Linked DNA regions of Hordeum vulgare: region 2 is linked to region 1. A link is a contact called in public Hi-C data. All regions are on one chromosome and are shown on one strand. The core of a region is the stretch at or near the end of the contact, and the rest is flanking DNA. Distances in the headings are between cores, read along the strand shown. Region 1 holds the start of LOC123448668 (zinc finger protein CONSTANS-LIKE 14-like). Region 2 has its middle 85 kb from the start of LOC123448668.

What was found. A called contact is a pair of places that touch in the nucleus more often than the background predicts.
Region 2: a Hi-C map of leaf shows a contact between it and region 1, with 2.0 times the contacts expected there. The contact joins the enhancer-like site here to the promoter of LOC123448668 in region 1. A contact is called at or near these places in 2 of 6 Hi-C or Micro-C datasets (leaf and seedling).

What each region holds. Positions count from the first base shown.
Region 1 is chr4H:379,079,802-379,086,777 of MorexV3_pseudomolecules_assembly, reverse strand. It overlaps LOC123448668 (zinc finger protein CONSTANS-LIKE 14-like), which reads left to right and starts at 3,719. Exons shown (of 5, transcript XM_045125631.1): 1 at 3,719-3,900; 2 at 4,058-4,653; 3 at 4,752-4,979. The coding sequence starts at 3,741. LOC123448669 (a long non-coding RNA gene) reads right to left here. Exons shown (of 2, transcript XR_006631897.1): 2 at 6,504-6,810.
Region 2 is chr4H:379,164,429-379,171,404 of MorexV3_pseudomolecules_assembly, reverse strand. No RefSeq gene overlaps it. Among protein-coding and RNA genes, the nearest start is that of LOC123448668, 85 kb to the right of the region's middle. Within about 2 kb of position 4,099, at least 3 of the 3 cell types and tissues checked have open chromatin away from gene starts, as enhancers often do. A contact at or near this core is called in leaf and seedling, where this site is marked.

The DNA of each region.
Region 1 (6,976 bases), core at 2,470-4,969:
AATAGAGTTCCACAGCGTGCCGGATTGTGAGGACCCGTTCGACTACATCGGTTCGTCTACTTCACGGAGGCATTCTTCTTCCAAGCGGGATCTCAGGCAAGATGATCATTTCCCCAGATACCATTACTATCATTGCCATGCTAGTTTTACCTTTGACGAGATATCTTGTGCATCGGGATTCCGGTGATGCTTTGGGTAATCTCAGAGTTGAGGTTTTCCACTAAGGGATCCGACAAGATCGCGAGTGTCGTGATCGAGGATTTCTATGCGGCTTGTGGTAATTTGTGATGGACTAGTTGGAGCACCCCTGCAGGGTTAAATCTTTCGGAAAGACGTGCCCGCGGTTATGTGGCAACGTGGAAACTTTGTTTAACACTGGTTCTAGATAACTTGAAGTTAACTTAATTAAAAACTTGCCAATTGTGTGCGTAACCGTGACTGTCTCTTTAGTGAGTTCCTTCTCCGATCGAGGACGCGGTGGGGTTATGTCTGACGTAGGTAGGTGTTCAGGACCATTTATTTGATCATCAGTAGTTCACGTCTGTTATACGTAGATCTTCTCCCTCTTATTTCTTGTACTCGTAAGTTTAGCCACTAAATATATGCTTAGCCGCTGCTGCAACCTCACCACTTAACCTTACCTCACCCATTAAGCTTTGCTAGTCTTGATACCTTTGGAAACGAGATTGCTGAGTCCCATGTGGCTCACAGATTACTACAACACCACTTGCAGGTACAGGTAAAGGTTACTTGACGCAAGCGCGTTGATTGTTCATTTGGAGTTGCTTCTTCTTCTTCTTCTTCTTCTTCGATCTAGGATGGGTTCCAGGCCGGCAGCCTGGGATAGCAAGGATGGACGTCGTTCTTCTTTTGTCGTTTGATTTCGTCCGTAGTCGGACCCTGCTCTTACTCTTGATGTTTATGTAATGTACTGATGTGACCCTGATGTAGCTTGTTGCGAGTGTAAGCCAATTCTAAATATATCTCTTCTTTTTAGTACATGTACTTGTAACGATATCCATTCTTGCGACACGACGAGATGCGCTTCTATCCGTGACGAGGCCTTCGTGCCAAATTGAGGATAGGGTTGCATCTTGGGCGTGACAAGCACCATCATTCAGCAAATTTGGCTCTGCACCATCAGTAACCACATGTGTGTGTACAACATCCGTCAGAAGATTTGCAGCATCAGTAAGCAAATTGTCTGGTTCTGTGCTATCTTCTGCAACCTCTGAAGTTGGTTTATCAACATTCAAACAGATGATGTTGCCTGAATTGCTTGCATCAACAGAACAGTTGGCCACTCTAACAGGGCTTTGAAATGATGTCTCCTTCGATATCAAGTCTCCCCTGAAATTACTGATGAAGTCTGAATGGTCAACCATTATTAGAAGCACTTTATGATTAACACTAGCTCTGATCACTTGCTGCAGATCCTCATCATCTGTAATTCTCACCAGGCCATCAAATATTTTCTTGTCAGGCAAACACCAGTAGATGATGTGCTGATTCTTAGGATATCCGAACCAGTTTAGGTGCTGTTCTAATACTTCATAACTAAATGTGGCAGGATCTAAATAGTCCAGCACCTCCACAGAAGAGTTATAATACTCCAGCTCACTGACTGCTCCTAGGAAAATGCCACCATGCTCAATTTCCAGTGTGAAAAGGAGTGCACACACTTTTTCCCATTAATGAATCACACACTGCATCCAAACAGTGCAAAATTCAGTTAAAACTACATGATGTGTTTAGTTAAAACTAAGCACCAGATGCAAAAACTCTTCTTCTCACAAGATCTAACAAGAAAATGTAACTTGCACACACACAAAAACACAACAACTTCTACAATCCTAAATACCAGAACCTAAATCCATAGCTTAAGCATGTTAAAACTACATCAACCATAAATCAACACCAACTCTTCTTCTCTCTTCTTCTCACCAGAGCAAGAGCAAAGCATTAAATCATCAGCAGCAACATATGTAATACTAAGCAACAACTCTTCTTCTCACCACAGCAAATCATGGATCAGCAAACCAGAGAAGAGGAGATCACGGAGGACAAGAGAGAACAACGAGAACTACCGTAGTCTGGTGGGTAAACAGAGTGCGGCCGGACGAGGTGGGTCGACGCAGGCGGTTCCCGGCCGCCGAAGAACTCCGACAACGCCATCAGGAGAAGACAAGCTGACGCGCACGAGGGAGAGGAAGAAAGAAGAAAGAGGAAAAGCGGCCCACAAGGGAGAAGGAATGAACAGAACAAAAGTTGTCGTCGTCGTGGAACAGAGGAGTTATTAGGGTTATTAAATTCAGCTGTTTTCTTAGGTGGTACCGACAGCAGCCGATTAATAACTGATAAATGCAAGGGCCTGGGCGCAAAATGACCAACCCTGACCCACCCTGTCCACTTGGCGTGCTGTGAATGGCTGTGGCCTGAAAGTGCACAACACTTGCAAGTTCTAGGACTAAATAGGTGCACTTTGCAAGTTGTAGGACCAAACCATCACATGTGCTGCAAGTTGTAGGACTTGGGATGCTATTACCTCCAAATAATATGTGGCGCCAGCAGTGCATGTGCATGCATCACAAGGCAGTGACTGGAGCCTTGTATCAGACATTGCATTGCACTGCACTGTTCCAGCAGCACGCTGGCGCACTGCATGTTCATGTCAATCATGTCCCATATTTAGCATACATGCGCAGAACAACTAAGTAAGCATGCATGCATGCACCTGTAGGACCCCTAGCTGGCCACCTCTTGCGCTTGTGCATACCCTTCTCAACTAAATACCCAGCCAGGGCTTTGTAAGAGGTGCCCTTGTCTTTATTACTCCTCTCTCTCTCTCCTCAAGCTGCATGCATGCATGCCCTACTAGCTAAGCCTGCCACAGGGTGAGATATTGATGGAGATGAGAATGATGGATGCAAGCAAAGGACATACTACAAGGCCTAGCTATTACCTATACACATGAGTGCAGATGTATGTGTGCATGTGTGATGTTTCTTGTGTTTGCTTGCACAAGATTTATGGAGAGAGAGAGAAAGAGAGGCGTGGCTTGCTCCACTAATAATTCATGTAGGTGAGTGCTATTGCTACAGCCTCGATTGACCAGCTAGTAGCGTTGAAACGCCACTGTCTATGGCGTTTGGCGCGTGGGTAGCAACGCCAGCATCACTGGCGTTTCTACATGGACTGCAACTCGACGGTAGACTCGCGTTTGTATGTGGACAAGAAACGTCAAGATAGACTCACATTTCTACGTGAAGAGGCAACGCCACGGGCTGTGGCATTTCTAAAAAGGTCAGACCATAAAATACTTTCAAGTCAAGTTAATTATGTGAATTCTTTTCGTTTTGTGGGCCAGAACAGTGATTTTATCCTGCTACCGCGACAACCACTTGCCACACCATTGCCACGTCAGCACGTTCACTAGAGACCTACCGCCGTTGATCATGATGGTAGCCTTTTATATTCTACCATCAACGTCTATCACGGTAAAAAAATCAGATTCGATGAAATCGTGTTAAAGTTTGGCATCAGGGTGAAAACAGTGAATTTGCGCGCGCTAGGAATAGGATACTCTCGGCATTACCTCAGCCGTTACGTCATGCTCGGCTTGAGACCCATCCAAGCGGTCCCTTTCCGCCAACGGCCGCATCTCCTGTCGGCTGGACCTGCAAGAGATCTCGTGAGACAACTGGGCCAAGCTCAGCATCCCCTTTCCTTTCCCACAGTCGATGGAACCATGGAGAAGCCGTTCTTGTCCGGCTCGTCGACGCGACGAGACTGCCGCTCCAACACCTGGCCCGCGGGCAGCCTCACGCACGCCGGACCCCGCCACGTCGCCGGCCTCAGAGCTCACAGTCATCCACAGAAATATCGGAGCGAGCTACGCGAGTGAGTGACGAGGCAGCTTTCGAACCATCCCTTTCGCGGTTTACTCCCGCTCTCGTGCTTCTTCTCCCACCTTCTTTTTCCGCAAGCAAGCCGTATATGCACGCATTATCTCTTCGACCTCCTCATTCTCCTCTTCTTCTTCTTCTTCTTTTTGTAGGTAGCAGCGCCTACTTTCTACCAGCGACCATTCCGTCTTTTCCACCAGTGACCATTCCACTCCATCACATGGGTCAAGACGAGCGCCAGGATCCAGAGCTGCCGGTCATGGACAAGGAGCTCTCCGGCGACGCGGTAACCTGCGACTACTGCAGCGGCCCACAGGCGGTGGTATACTGCCGGGCCGACAGCGCCAGGCTCTGCTTGCCGTGCGACCGCCACGTGCACGCCGCTAACGCAGTCTGCTCCCGCCACCTGCGCGCCCCGCTCTGCGCCGCATGCCGCGCCACCGGGGCCGTCTTCCGCCACGGCGGCCCCGAATTCCTCTGCTCCAACTGCGACTTCGCGAGGAGCCGGGACGGCGAGCTGCCGCTGCACGACCGATGCACCGTCCAGGGGTATACGGGACGACCGTCGGCGCACGAGCTCGCCGCTCTTCTCGGGGTCCCCGACTTGGACAAACCCTCGGCCGCCAAAGCCGACGACGGTTGGTGGGCCATCTGGGAGGAGCCCCACGTGTTCAGCCTGGAGGATCTCATCGTGCCCACCACTTCTTGCCATGGCTTCCAGCCCCTCGTCACGCCCTTGTCCCCAAAGGTACCTGCTCGCTCGCTCGCCGTCTGCCAAAATTAAATTCTCAAGTTTTCTGCTCTTGCTCTGAATTCTCACACCTAGCTCTAACTGATCTGCAAAAGATCCACAACTCGTCGCCCAATGGAAAGACGAATGATGAGGTCATACGGCAGTTACATGAGCTCGCGGAGGTCGACATGGGCGGCGGTCAGATAACACCTCGTGAGGAGGCAGAGCAAGCTGCTCATCAGTTGCCTTCCTGGACACAGCCACACTACACTGCTGGAAATGGCGATTTTGGCACAGATAACAGCCATGAGGTTGCAACCATGCCAACCCCTGGTTACGAGGTATAAATTTAATCCACGTACTTCAGTCTATCTGACTAATTTCCCCATGCTTGATAGATATATTACTGTGACTGTAGCCAGGATTTTTGTTCCACCACTGCAATTACTCATCAACCAAGAAGAATTTTTGCTCGGATGTTAACTGAATTTGTGTTTAGACAACTGGTAGTATCTGCGGCATATCTATTCAAACGGAAGACACCAGAGAAGTAGAGATATTCTGCACCATATGTGGCCAAGTATTCGCGGCAAGCTTTTCTATCAAGTCATAGCTATGTTGATGAGGCATATATTTTTTTAAGCATCTCCAACATGCGCCCAAAGCGCAAAGCACACAAATTGAGTTTACAATGCATACACATCTAATTTTAGCACGTCGGTGAACGCTGGCTCCAACGAAAACAGCAAAATTTGACGCGCGAGGCATTGCAGCAAACACGCAAAAACTTCAATGAATGCAACGCATTTTTTATCATAAGTTATTTTAAACGATACATAGCATAGTTGCATAGATAGCCTAGATAGAGAGAAACGATAAAAAACGATACATAGCATATCATAGATAGTCTAGATAGATAGAAGACTACTCATCGTCATCAGACTCCGACGTGATGAAGGCGTCAGCCCAGCGTTCATCGTCGGAGGACTAAATTGACGATTCCTTCAGCTTCATCTGAAAGTGTGCGGCTATGCGGCTTGCTTCCGCGTAAGCCTATCTTCACGATAGGCGGCTTGCTCCGCTCTTTCCACCCTCCTTTGCACGAAGAATTCGCGTTCGTTGAGAACGTCGTGCACCACTCCGCCATGGCATGCTCGTCCATCTCAGCAATGCTGAGGCGGTGCTCCCGCCTCCGGTTCCGACGAAGGTCCTCTTCGGTGACAACCCATGGACGAGGAACGAGGTTCTGCGTCCACTCCAGCGTCATCACCTCGGGGAAATTCATCTTCCTACAAGGCCTGTTGAGGCGCCACGCCGCCGCGTCGTACGCGCGGACGACCTCGTGGGCGGTCTTGAACATGTCGAGGCCGAGGCAATTGTCGTCGGATCGGATCTCGACGTAGAAGGTGCCGGAGGGACGTGCGCGGACGCCGCGGTTGCCCGAAGTTCCCCGGCGGCGCGGCGAGAAAAGAGGCAGAGGGGCGCGTGGCGAGGCGAGGGGGCGACGGTTTCGGTGGAAGGGCGCGTGGCAGGCGCTGCATTTTATAGGCGCACTCGAGGTCGTGCCCTAAATCTAGCACGCGCCCACCCGCTTTTTTCCCGTGTGCGCGCAATCGTTTTTCGCACGCCTGAGTTTACCGCTTCCGTTGGAGCGCGCGAAACCGTCCCGCGCACGTTAAAATGGTGTTTTACCGCCCGAGTGTGTTTTTTACAACCGTTATTGGAGATGTTCTTAAGTCCAAATTTCTACAGCTCAACATACATCTCTTGGAGTTACAAGGAACTCACCATAAGTAAGAAGAATCTCCCTAATTCCACTACATTTATTTTCTGAAAAAGGATGAAGGAAGCTGCCGCCCTCTGTATCAATTGATGCATGCAGATATATTATTAACCATGCATAGAAATAAAATCGTATGTCTATGAAGGGCTCACAATCTGAGCAAGACAAAAACAAATAATTAAAATAAAAAAACTGTCACATCTGGCAAGACCAAAATCAGGCTATGATGCATATACACCTAGCCTATTATTAACCCGTCGTTCAAATCGGCTTAAGATAGCCCATGTGCCCGTCTCTCATCGGTTGCATCCAATAACCATAAGCTTCCTCTAGTCCGCATGGTTGAGTAACGACCACGTACGGATTCAAGACGTGGCCTTATATATAACCTGCAAAAAATTATTAAAGGTCTTGTCATTAAAAATCATGTCATTTCTAGTGTTCCATATGCCCAAAGTAATGCACATATTCCAATCCAAATATGATACGCCATAGTTCCGTTTACTCCACTGAGCCACGTCCTGAATAGCATATTAATATTCGTTGATGGAGTGA
Region 2 (6,976 bases), core at 2,850-5,349, 84 kb before region 1:
GTGACGAATAAAAATATAGCTCCAAGTAAGATATACTGATAATATTGAAGACGAAAGAGGGGATGCCTTCCGGAGCATCCCCAAGCTTAGTCGGTTTGAGTCTTCCTTGGATATTACCTTTGGGGTGCCTTGGGCATACCCAAGCTCAGGTTCTTGTCACCCCTTATTCTCCTCATATCAGTGTCTCACCCAAAACTTGAAAACTTCAATCACACAAAACTTAACGGAACTTCGTGAGATGGTTTAGTATAACAAATAATGATCATTCACTTAGGTACTGTCAAGACAAGATTTATAATTGTTCCCACATGATACCTACTGTATTGTACTATTCTCATAATTTATATCATTGAATATAAGTTATGGGAATACTAAAACAAGAAAACTATGCATGCAAAGCAGAATCTGTCAAAAACAGAACAGGCTGTGAAGACCTGTAGTTTAACCATACTTCCATGTCTCCAACAATTCCAAATAATTACAACAACCCAGGAATTTTTTATATAAATCATGTGTAAAAACTTTAGATCAAAATCACGTTCGAGTGAATTTAAAAAATTCCTGGAGTGAGAGCAAATGTTTCTGTTTTTACACAGAATCAAGTCAACTATCATCCACGCTATCCCAAAGGCTTTGCTTGGCACTTTATTGAAATAAAAGGCATAAAACATCATTACTATAGTATCTTAATCATATGAACACCAAAAACAAAAAGTAAAAGTGTTGGGTTGTCTCCGAACAAGCGTTTTTCTTTAAAGCCTTTTAGCTAGGCATGATGATTTCAATGATGCTCACATAGGAATAATAATTATAACATGCAAAAGAGCATCATGAATATCATGACAAGCACATTTCATTCTAACCCACTTCCTATGCATAGGGATTTTGTGAACAAAAATTTATGGAAGCAAGAATCAACTAGCATAGGAAGGCAAAACAAGCATAACTTCAACACTTTGAACACATAGAGAGGAAACTTGATATTATTGCAATTCCTACAAGCATATGTTCCTACCGCATAATATTTTTCAGTAGCATCATGAAGGTATTTCACAATATAACCAGCACATAAAGCATTTTTCATGATCTACAAGCATAGAAATTTTACTACTCTACACACAAGAAAATTTCTTCTCATGACTAATAGTGGGAGTATCACAAAAGAATTGAATACTACAAATTGGTTTCATATTAAAAGAGTAATATTCAATAAAAGGGTATTCATAATTATGAAAAGTATCATAATAGTAATCATCACTCTTTTTCATTGCATAAGTATCATCACAATAGTCATCATAAGTAGGAGGCATGCAATCATCATAATAGTTTCTCTCATCAAAACTTGGGGGACAAAAAATATCATATTCATCAAGCATAGCATCCCCAAGTTTGTGGCTTTGTATATCATTAGCATCATGAATATTTAAAGAACTCATACTAACAATATTGCTATGATGGTCACCACTCAAATATTTATTGACAAACATTTTAATAACTTCTTCTTCTAACATTGGACAATTTTCCCTTCCATCATTTTCACGAAAGACATTGAAAAGATGAAGCATATGAGGCAACCTCAATTCCATTTTTTTGTAGTTTTCTTTTATAAAACCAAACTAGTGAAAAACAAGAAACTAAAAGATTTAATTGCAAGACCTAAAGATATACCTTCAAGCACTCACCTCTCCAGCAACGGCGTCAGAAAAGAGCTTGATGTCTACTACAAAACCTTCTTCTTGTAGACTCGTGTTGGACCTCCAAGCGCAGAGTTTTGTAGGACAATAGCAAGTTTCCCTCAAGTGGATGACCTAAGGTTTATCAATCTGTGGGAGGCGTAGGATGAAAATGGTCTCTCTTAAGCGAACGTGCAATCAAATAACAAAGAGTCTCTTGTATCCCCAACGCACCCAATACAATGGTAAATTGTATAGGTGCACTAGTTCGGCGAAGAGATGGTGATACAAGTGTAATATGGATGGTAGATATAGGTTTTTGTAATCTAAAAATATAAAAACAGAAAGGTACCAAATAGTAAACAACGAGTAAAAATCTGTATAAATGCTTGGAAACAAGGCCTAGGGTCCATAATTACACTAGTGCAAGTTCTCCCAACAATACTAACATAGTTGAATCATATGTAAATCCCTCACGTGCGATAAAGAGTTCACTCCAAAGTCACAAATAGCGGAGAATAAACGAAGAAATAATTGTAGGGTACGAAACTACCTCAAAGTTATCTTTTCCGATCAATCTTATGAGCTATCCCTATAAATGTCACGAACAGCCCTAGAGGTCATACTAAAATAACACCTTAAGATACACATCAACCAAAACCATAATGTCACCTAGATATTCCAATGTCACGACAAGTACCCATGGTCTTGATTATACGATATGCATAACACAATTTCAGATTCATCATATTCAATCCAACACAAAGAACTTCAAAGAGTGCCTCAAAGTTTCTACCGAAGAGTCAAGACGACAACATGTGCCAACCCCTATCCATAAATCCCAAGGTCACGAAACCCGCAAGTTGACCATCAAAACATACATCAAGTGGATCAATATAACACCCCATTATCATCACGGATATCCCATCGCAAGACATACATCAAGTGTTCTCAAATCCTTAAAGACTCAATCCGATAAGAAAAGTTCAAAGAGAAAACTCAATTCATCACAAGAACATAAAGAGGGGAAAACTCCATATGATTCATCGATATTAAGAAAGCTCGTAATACATCAAGATCATACCATCTCAAGAACACGAGAGAAAGAGAGATCAAGCACGTAGCTACTGGTACATACCCTCAGGCTCGAGGAGGAACTACTCCCTCCTTGTCATGAAGACCGTCGGGATGATGAAGATGGCCTCCGGTGATGGTTTCCCCCTCCAGCAGGGTGCCGAAGCGGGCTCCTGATCGGTTTTTCGTGGCTCTGGAGGCTTGCGGTGACGGATCTCCTAATCTAGGTTTGTTTTTAGAGGTTTGGTTATTTATAGGAATACTTAGCGGTGACGAAACTCCCAATCTAGGTTTCTTTTCCGAGGAGGTCACAAGCCACAGGGCCGCAGCCAAGGGTGTGGCCGTGCCTCGCAGGGTTGTGACCTCCTGATCCACTTCCTGGCCCAGCTCTTTCCTACAGTATTTTTTATATTTTTCAAAAATATTCTACAGCCCATTTTCAGAATTTTTATTTCTCCATAAAAACAACACTATGGTTGTTCTGCTGAAAACAACGTCAGTCCAAGTTAGTTCTAATAAAATCATAGGAAAATTTTATAAACATGACATAAATACTTCATAAATTATAAATAAGTTCAAGACATATCAAGCTCTGGATCCAGCGCTCGTGGGCTTGATGAAGGTGTGGTCAAATATGTTGTCCAACCGTGGATCTCAGCCGGGGTCGGAGAAGACGACCCCTGGTGCAGCAGATCCCCTCCTCTACTCACCGTCTTGTGAGATGAAGCCCAACGATGGGCTCACCGAAGAGGGGGAGAGGGGACAGGCAGGCGAGCTCCACCGTGGACCAGGGTGGCTGCCAGCCAGGATATGCCGTGGGAGGCGCGCTGAGGGCGGGTGTCGGCCCAGATCTGCCGTGGTAGGTAGCACCGGGGGCGGTTGTCAACCAGGATCCACCGACGGTCGGGGGCGACAGGAGTTCGATCGGGCTGTGGGGTTGTGGATCCGTCAACCGCGGCGCAGGTGGATGTCACCTGGGCGGCGTGGGGTAGTGGTGGTTGTGGATCTGACAACCACGACGCAGGAGTATGTCTCCGGGGCACCGCGGCGGCCTGGAGAGGGGTGGTGCGGCTGTGGCCTGGGGAAGGACGACGACCTTGGTAGATTGGCTGCACCGATAGTTGTTGAGGCGCGTCGGTCGTCGGACTTGGGTGGGGGAGTGGCGGGGATGTGAGGTTAGGTGGGAGGCGTGCCGAGCGGGTGTGAGGTGGGGTGTGGTGCCGCGGTGGTCGTGGCCGCCCTCATGGTCGCCGGCTGGCGGGTAGGTGGTGGTGGGCGTCGGGGCTGGGGGCAGGTGGTGGTGGCGTGGTGGGGTGGGGCGGCGCGGCCGCATCGGGGAGCGAGGTTGGTGGAGGCGTGGAGCTTAGGGAAAAGTGGTGGGTCGTGGGGACACGTGGGTTCTAGTGGCACGAGGTGTGGGTTTGTATTTTCCCTTCGTTTTTGGTGTTAGCAGAATAAGTCCAAGTGTCATGAGAATAAGGGTCTTAAGGATGGTAACAGAAATACACAATAGGCTCACACTATATATAGGACGATCGTTTGGAACACCTAGGTGCCCACGCTCCTTACCTTTCCACCTTTAGATTGCACTTAGATGCGTATTGTTATATGGATAGTGAAGTTAATGGGTATATTTATTTCGAAATAATTACAATGCTAATCATAAATGGATATTACGATCACACGTCCTGCATGGTAATAAATTTCTGACATGCAAAATAAATGACGTACATTACATTCTTCCGTATATATAATTAGGAGAGAGAAAAACTAGAAATTAGTACCTTATGATTGTATTCTAAACAAATTGTATATTTCTGATTTGCGATATGTCAGTATACTTGGATACCTACAACATTTCCGTACCATTTATGTAGTCGGGTATATATTAAAAAAATGTAAACATACTTAAAAGGGTAATTGAGTAAATCAGTTTAAATTTGTTATATGTAGATAAACTAATAATATGTACGTACTAATAAGTATTTTTGCATGGACGTACTACTAAGTAGCACATACCCAAAAATTTGTTGGGTATAAGCATACCTGAGAATATGTTGGGTATTAAAAAACACATATTCGCTAATACTGTATTTATCGGAAAATACACTCTTATCGGAATATGTCATCAAGCATATACTTGTTCTCAAAATGAATATTTGTTGGGATACGTGCATACCCGTCGTATTTCTCTGCATACCCCCACATCTGAGATTTGTATACGGTATCCGGATACCTATGGATGTCATAATTCATGCAGTTGGGTATGTATATAGCCATATTTTATTTTATATACGTGTATGGGATACCTATAACAGTCTTCTACCCTTTTTCATATAACCGGGTATATATATGTGCAGATACATTGGTTATATTGTTTTATTTTTTAACTCATTGGTTATATACTAAAATATTTATGTGAGCATGTCGTATAACATATTTGGATACACTAGGAGATCATTAGGTATATTTTACGTACCCGAGTATATGTGTGGCCATATTTTACATGGCCTGGTATATATGTACCGTTTATAAACATAATTTCGTTATCACATACCGACTACCAGTATTAGGTAGTTATGAAATAAATAAACTATTCGGTATATACGAACCCATGTATGTACATTATTTCATTAATGGATCTTCGATGTCCATATTAGATAGTTAGGAAAAATGAAATAGTTGAAAAAATACGCGCATTAGATAACCATAGCAGTTTAAATAATAAAAAAGTAATACTATTTATTGTATGGCGAGTCTTGCTTGCCTAATAGTTAGGAAACAAAAACAAAATCATAAGTATGAAAAGTCTTGCATGAGGAGTAATTAAGAAACTAATCAAATATACCACGGTTTCCGAAACAATTAAGATGCCCATCCATCTAGGTGCCCCAAACATTTTACATATATATATATTACAAACTCTATTCATCACCTAGAGTGCAGAATAGGTTATTCTTCACCCGAGGTAATCTTACGAGCTTTTCAAAAATAAATTAGATTTGAAATACAAACAGTTACATTCATATTGACCCACTATATAAAATTTGGCATAAAAATTTAAAAATATAGGCCGTAAGAAAAGAAAATATGCATTTTATGTATATTTTACACTATATTTTTACATTTGTAATTTTATGTAACAAAATATTTTTTACGGTGATTATATATTTTGTTACAGTCTCTTTTTACGTATGAAATAAGAAAAAAAATATGTAATGTAAAACAACGATGCATTGATGTTAAAATAAAGGGGGGATAATAACTATTCATCACCCAGTATGACGAATAGCGTGTATATATATATATATAAGGACGACCGTTTGGGACACCTAGATGCCCACGCTCCTTACCTTTCCACCATTTAATTGCATTTAGATGCGTGCTATTGTGATAGGTATAGAAGGTAACTAGTCAATCCACTAGTAATTGCCAATTCTGAAACAATTAATTTTGGAAATAATTATGACGCAAATCATTAAATGGATGTCATTAAACATGTCATACATGGTATCATATCTTTAGAAATAATTTATTTTACACATTAGGCATATGGACATTTATTTCATATATGTGCGAATTAGATATGTATGAATCATTTATTTAGTGTATCCATCAAATTTTTGTATGTACATATCTATAATATTTAGTACGTACGCATTAGATTTTTTCGTATTAATATATCCAAAATATTTAGTATGTACCAATTGGATTAGGTATGTGGATTCGTTTACTTCGTACATACTCACTAGATTTTTTTTAGTATGTATATATACCCAAAATATTTAGTATGTAACTCATTTAATTTTTGTGTATGTATATACCCACAATATTTAGTACATACCCATTAGATTATGTATGTATGAATTCACCTATTTACTATGTATCCATTAGATTTTTGCATAGGTATATATCCAGACTACGGAATATATTTTTTCTTGTATGTGCATACTCATCGATTTTATATACCTTGACATGAAATTGAGTATATACCCCGATAAAATAAATACATAGGATTGTACGTGGTTATGTAACATACATTCCTAAAAGTAAAAAATAATTATAGATGGGTCTATGTACGTAGGAAAAAAATGATGCGTGTACGAATATGTACATTTTATATTGGGGTCTGTAAATTTTAATGTACGCACACATAAATATCACGGAAGGATATGTACATTCAGGGGTATATGCACATAAATTATAAGTCGGTGTATATAAATTTGTAT